Regions from separate parts of the Anser cygnoides genome. Here region 1 is linked to region 2. The links are chromatin contacts, called in public Hi-C maps. All regions are on one chromosome and are shown on one strand. Each heading gives the region's core, a stretch centred on a gene start, on an enhancer-like site or on the middle of the called end of the contact. The rest is flanking DNA. Distances are from core to core; before and after follow the strand shown.

What was found. Hi-C and Micro-C count contacts between places; a contact is called where the count stands out from the background.
Region 1: a Hi-C map of liver shows a contact between it and region 2, with 3 times the contacts expected there. The contact joins the promoter of SLC2A2 here to the promoter of FNDC3B in region 2. A contact is called at or near these places in 2 of 7 Hi-C or Micro-C datasets (both in liver).

What each region holds. Positions count from the first base shown.
Region 1 is chr9:22,009,958-22,012,657 of Taihu_goose_T2T_genome, forward strand. It overlaps SLC2A2 (solute carrier family 2 member 2), which reads left to right and starts at 1,337. Exons shown (of 11, transcript XM_048059337.2): 1 at 1,337-1,571; 2 at 2,097-2,192; 3 at 2,307-2,611. The coding sequence starts at 1,539.
Region 2 is chr9:21,711,822-21,714,521 of Taihu_goose_T2T_genome, forward strand. It overlaps FNDC3B (fibronectin type III domain containing 3B), which reads right to left and starts at 1,428. Exons shown (of 26, transcript XM_048059579.2): 1 at 1,261-1,428.

The sequences.
Region 1 (2,700 bases), core at 87-2,586, 300 kb after region 2:
ACCAACCTTTCCCACCTGCAAGCCAGCCTTGAGCTGCCCCCTGCTAACCCGCGCAAGGCGACACGGCCACATCCAGAGCCCAGTTCAGAAAAACACACGGGCTGGGCTGTGACAGCGTCACCAGGAGCTAAACACGTGCGTTAATGGATTTAATTAAAGCTTTGCCCAGGGGCAAGTCTCTGGCGGCGGGCACCACAGCGCTGGGTACCCCAGCACCGCCCCGCTCTCTTTTTTTTGGTGTTTCCTGTCATCCACACCCCACCGGTGACCCTATCGCTTTCCTCACCTCACGCACCCCAAGCAGGGACGTGGGAGGGGGCTCAGCCCTGCAGTTTCCCGGGTCCCACAAAAGCTCGGCCCCTGCAGCCGGTGGGGCTGCAATCAATGCGCACAGGAATGCAGCGAACACTTTGCCCCGGGTTAAAGTTTTACTCTGAGACCAGAGCAAAGATTAGTGGTCTTTTTCTCCTCGTTTTTTTTTTTTTTTTCCTCTTCCTCCGTAGAAGGTGCATGTAGCGCCCATGTGAAGGCTGCCTGAGCGCCGTCGGTGACTCACTCGCCTTTCCTTGGCTGGCAGCTGTGAAAGCTCACCTGGGAGGCAGTGGAATTAATCACCTCCGGGGCTGAGTCAGGCCTTGGCGTGCCTCCGCTGGATGCTGCATCCATTGCCAGCTGATGATGGCAGTGCCCGCGCCCGAGACCAGCTCAGACCAGATTTTTGCATCGCTGTGCAAAGTTCGGCAAGTGCCCGCAGCAGGGCGGCGATACCCGACAGCATCGGCAGCACGGCGCACGAAAAGGGATGGCGTTGTGATGGTTTCTGGGCCGCTTTGCTGTGTTGTGTCCCCGTGCACGCCTACGGCACTCTCCTTCCCCGGCTGCCCGGGTGTACGGCTGCGCACCAGCAGGGCACGGCGGTGGCTGCAGGTCTGTGCCTGCGGAGAGAGACCCGCACGCATCTGGGTTTGCGTGTCCTCTGTGTGCACGTTATGCACGCACACAAAGCTATTTCAGAGCAGGTGCCAAGTGATGTTTAAATAAAGCACTCGTTTTCTAGCATCTTTGCTACACGTGCTGGAAAGGTTCCTTCTGGCTAAAGTTCAGCGAGGAGTTTGGGGGTTCGGCAAACGAATCCCCCGTGGAAGCCAAGACGGGTGCAGCACACCCAGAGCCCGGCTGCGGCACGTCCCCAAGCCCCCCGCACGCCACATCCCGGTGCCGCGGGGACGGCCAGAAATCAAAACTCAGCCTGCCGGCTGGATTTCCCAGGTCTCACCCCCTGTCTTCGGGGGGTGTCCCGTTCTTTCGTTTGTCCCCCCCCAAAATTTCAGGGGATTGGCAGTGACGGCTCTGGGCTGGTCAGACGGAGGATATAAGTGTTGGGAAGACGGGTTTCTCATTAACCCCGGAGGTGATATAGCCCCATCTCCCGCAGCACAAACCGCTTTGCTGCTCCCGCTGTCCCTCCTCCTGCACCGAGCCCTCGCCCCGCTCCGCAGCCCAGGACAGAGCCGGGAGGGCAGCGGAGGAGCCGAGGGATGGACAAGAAAAGCAAAATGCAAGCAGAGAAGGTAACCACGGCTCAGCACCGTCTGTGCACTGGAATTTCTGAGGGAAACCAGCACCCGGGGGTGGTATTTATTGCCCGCTAAGACCAAAACCAACAAAATTTTCCCCCTTAGTTATCTGGCCTGTGATGTTTGTGTACAGAGCAGGGGCAAAGGGGCCAAGGGATTATTTTCTGTTATTTTTAAGAACTTTGTCACCTTACGGGATAATTTCAACCGCGACGGAGGGAGAAGGTATTTGAAACGGGACTGCTGAAAAACAAAGTCTTGGCTGTTTTTTTTCCTAGCTGCTCTGCTCCAGCAGCGCTGCTGTGCCCCTTCCTGCTGCCGGCCCCCAGAAAGCCCCCAGGGACCAGCAGGGCGGTGGGCACGGGTCGCTGTATGTGGGGCAGCACCGCGTCCTGCCTGCCCCTGGGCTCTCCCTTCTCTTTGGGAGCCAGCTGGAGTGACCCCGAGGGCTCACCGGGATCCCGGGGGGGGGTCCTGGGGCAGGGCAGGGGCTGAGGCTGTTCTCTGCTCCCTCGGCAGCACCTCACGGGAACGCTGGTCCTCTCCGTCTTCACCGCGGTGCTGGGCTTCTTCCAGTACGGCTACAGCCTGGGCGTCATCAACGCGCCCCAGAAGGTAAGCGCCGAGCCGGGCTGCAGGGCTGGGGGCCTGGGTGTCACGAAAACACCCCAAAACACAGCCGGGGGGGGGGTTATAGACGTGAGCCGACGGCGTTTTTCCTCTTTGCAGGTGATAGAAGCCCACTACGCGCGCGTGCTGGGCATCGTCCCCCTGGACAGACAGGCCACCAACACCTCCGGGGAGGACGGCGCCATCCCCAGCACCATCCCCAGCACCATCCCCAGCACCATCCCCGGCACCGTCCCCGGCACAGAGGCTGGGGGCAGCGCTGAGGGGACGCTCGCGCCCCCCGAGGACCTCGCCGCCTCCCCGCACGTCCTCACCATGTACTGGTCCCTCTCCGTGTCCGTGTTCGCCATCGGCGGCATGGTCTCCTCCTTCACCGTGGGCTGGATCGGCGACCGGCTGGGGAGGTGAGAAGCAGCCCACCCCCCCCCGGTTTGAGGCATAAAGGGCATTTTTCAACCCCAATTTTTCCTGCGTGCCGGCCATGAGGCTCCGG
Region 2 (2,700 bases), core at 178-2,677:
TACTGGGGGACGATGCTTTTATCCAGGGACGATGCATTTACCCAGGGACGATGCATTTAGCCAGGGACGAGGGCTCCCCACCAGCACGCCCCGCGTGCGGGGCGGCAGCGGCTCGCCCCCATCAGCGGGGCTGAGCCCCAGCCTGCTCTGCCAGGCCAGCAGGGAACAAAAAAAGGTTGAGAAATCGTGTTCTAGCCGTGAAAATGTGTGCAAGTTTGAAATGCCATTACGTAGCACATTGTTAAGCTCAAGTTAGACTGGTTTAACGCCTCTCAGAAGCGGACGCGTTACCCCCGGTGAGCCCTGGGCTCTGCGGGGCGCGCGGCCGGGGACAGAGCCGATGTGGCTGCGGGCACCGGCATACGTGGGTGCCGTGCTCATAAACCTGGCATCGGGTGAAGGCAAGACGACAACGACCAAAACCACACGCACAAAAAGCCCAAAAACCGCTGAAGAAGAAACTTTGATCTTTCCATAGCTTCGCTTCCCCATCTGCGAAGGAGCAACTCTCGCCCCCAGGAGCTGGGCCAGCACTTTTGGGTACTCGGGCACAGAAACGCAAACGAAACCCCAAAATCACTAATATGGAGCGAGGCTCGCCTCCCGCCTTTCATTCTACAAACATAGCTGGGATAAATGGCTCGTTACAGTGAATTCCAAGCCGCACTCCCTTCGCCAAAACCCTATTTAAACAGCACATTTCTGCGAACCGGGACGGGGGGGGGGGGGAGGCAGACGGGAGGGATGCAGATGTGCTCTTAGCCCACGAGAGGTTAAGCTTTTAAAAGACTCTCTTTTTTTTTTTTTTTTTTTTTTTCCGTTCCGTCTGCTGGTAGCATGCCATTTTACAAAGGTGTCTGGCAAGCCAAGCACCGAGCTGCCAGGATTTTCCTCCCCGAAGGGAGCCTGGGGAGGGAGGGGAAGGCCGGGACGGGGAGAAGTTGCTGGTTCCTCTCCCCAGCCTTTTTCCCCACCGTGCCCACGGGTCCAGGGCTCCGCCACCTGCCCGGGGAGCCGGCAGGGAGGGCAGGGGGAGCCGGGGGGAGCCCCACGGGGAGGAACGAGCCAAACTTTCCGCCCAGCCCCGCCGGGCGCGGCCGCCGCCCCGCCGGGGAACAAAAGGGCCGGGGCGGCTGCGGCGCCCCGGGGCGGGGGACGCGGCTCCGAGCCCAGCCCGGCTGCCCCGAGCCGAGCCGAGCCCAACCGAGCCCAACAGGGGGCTCCGAGCCCCGCCGGGCTGCCGGGCAGCGCCGTCCTTACCTGGCGGTGTGCTGGTGCGGGGCGAGCCGAGCCGAGCCGAGCCGGGCCGGGCCGGGCCGGCGGTGACTCCCGGCTAGCTGGAGCGAGTGGCAGGAGGGCTCGGCGGGGATGCCGCCATGTCAGTGATGTCGGCACCACATGGGGCCCGCGGCCGGCCCACGCTACCGAGCACTCTGGAGTAGAGGCTCCCGCCGAAAAGCCGCCTGACGAGGGCGGGCGGCGGCGCCCGGGCCTCCCGCTCCGCCCCGCTCCTCCCCGGGGCGGCCCCGCTGCCTCGCCCCGGCCCCTCAGCCTCGGCCCCGGGAGCCCGGCCCGGCCCTCCCGCACCCACGGGGGGCGCCGAGCCCGGTGACGCCCCCGTGTCGCCGTCCCGTCGGTCAGCCCCCCCCCCCGCCACCGTCGCTGCCAGCCGCCGTGAGGGGGAAGGCGGGAGGTGGAAGAGCCCCCGGTCGGCTCCGTCTGCCCCCTCGGCTGAGAGGGAGGAGGAGAGGTTTTAGGCAGCGTTTCTCAGAGATGAAGAAATACCCTGACGTGCTGCAGCCAAAAAGGAGGAAAATCGCTCCGCTTGCCTGGGGGGGAGCCACAGGGGTAATTCGCCGCTCAGCACCGCATCGCTGCAATGGGGGGGTCGGGGTTGGGGCTCGGATCTGGGCACAGAAACTCGAGCAGGCCCTGCCTCACCCCCTGCTAATGGCAGCCCTGTTGGGCAGGGCTGTTTGACAGAGCCCCACTGCCTTGGTTAGCTCTTTCTGCCTCAAAATCCCCCCACTTCACTCTGCTTTCCCTCCGTCACAATTCTCTTCAATCTCCTCTTTCCCCAGAGCTTCTCCCAGTGGTTGACGTACTTCATCCACAAGAGCAAGGATTCCTTTCAGAAACTGGAAAACCCCGTGGAGTCTCAGGCAGCCCAGGTATATTTTCATCAGCTTACATTAAAATGCCAATAAAAGACCACTCGTCCCATGGGACTTACTGATGGGACCTCTACTTGTCAAAACTCCCACTGGAAAACATCACTTTGGCATAAAAGTTCAGTAAAACCAAACCGTCATACCCAACTGGGCCGGCTATTTTTATATTAAGTGACCAAAATACAGGAGAAAAATAATCTGAAATAGATAGTTCCTATGAAAACAGAAAATTAGCATTTTCACATGGGAAAGATTTTTCAGTGTAAAATGGCCAGCCAGCACTAAGTATTGTTCATTGTTAATTGCAAAAACTTTTGTAATGAGTAAAATCTAAAAGCAGAAAAATGTTTTGTTTTATTAGTGACCCAAAACATGCAGACTTTTTGATGATCCTGGATTGAGTTACAGGGTCAGATGAGATTAATTATTCACTAGGGTGGTAAAGCCTTTACTTGGTCCTGCAGGCTGTTTTGTGAAGGAAAAGATAGAGAAAGGGAAAGAGGGAGGTGGTGCAGGCAAGAGGGAATGT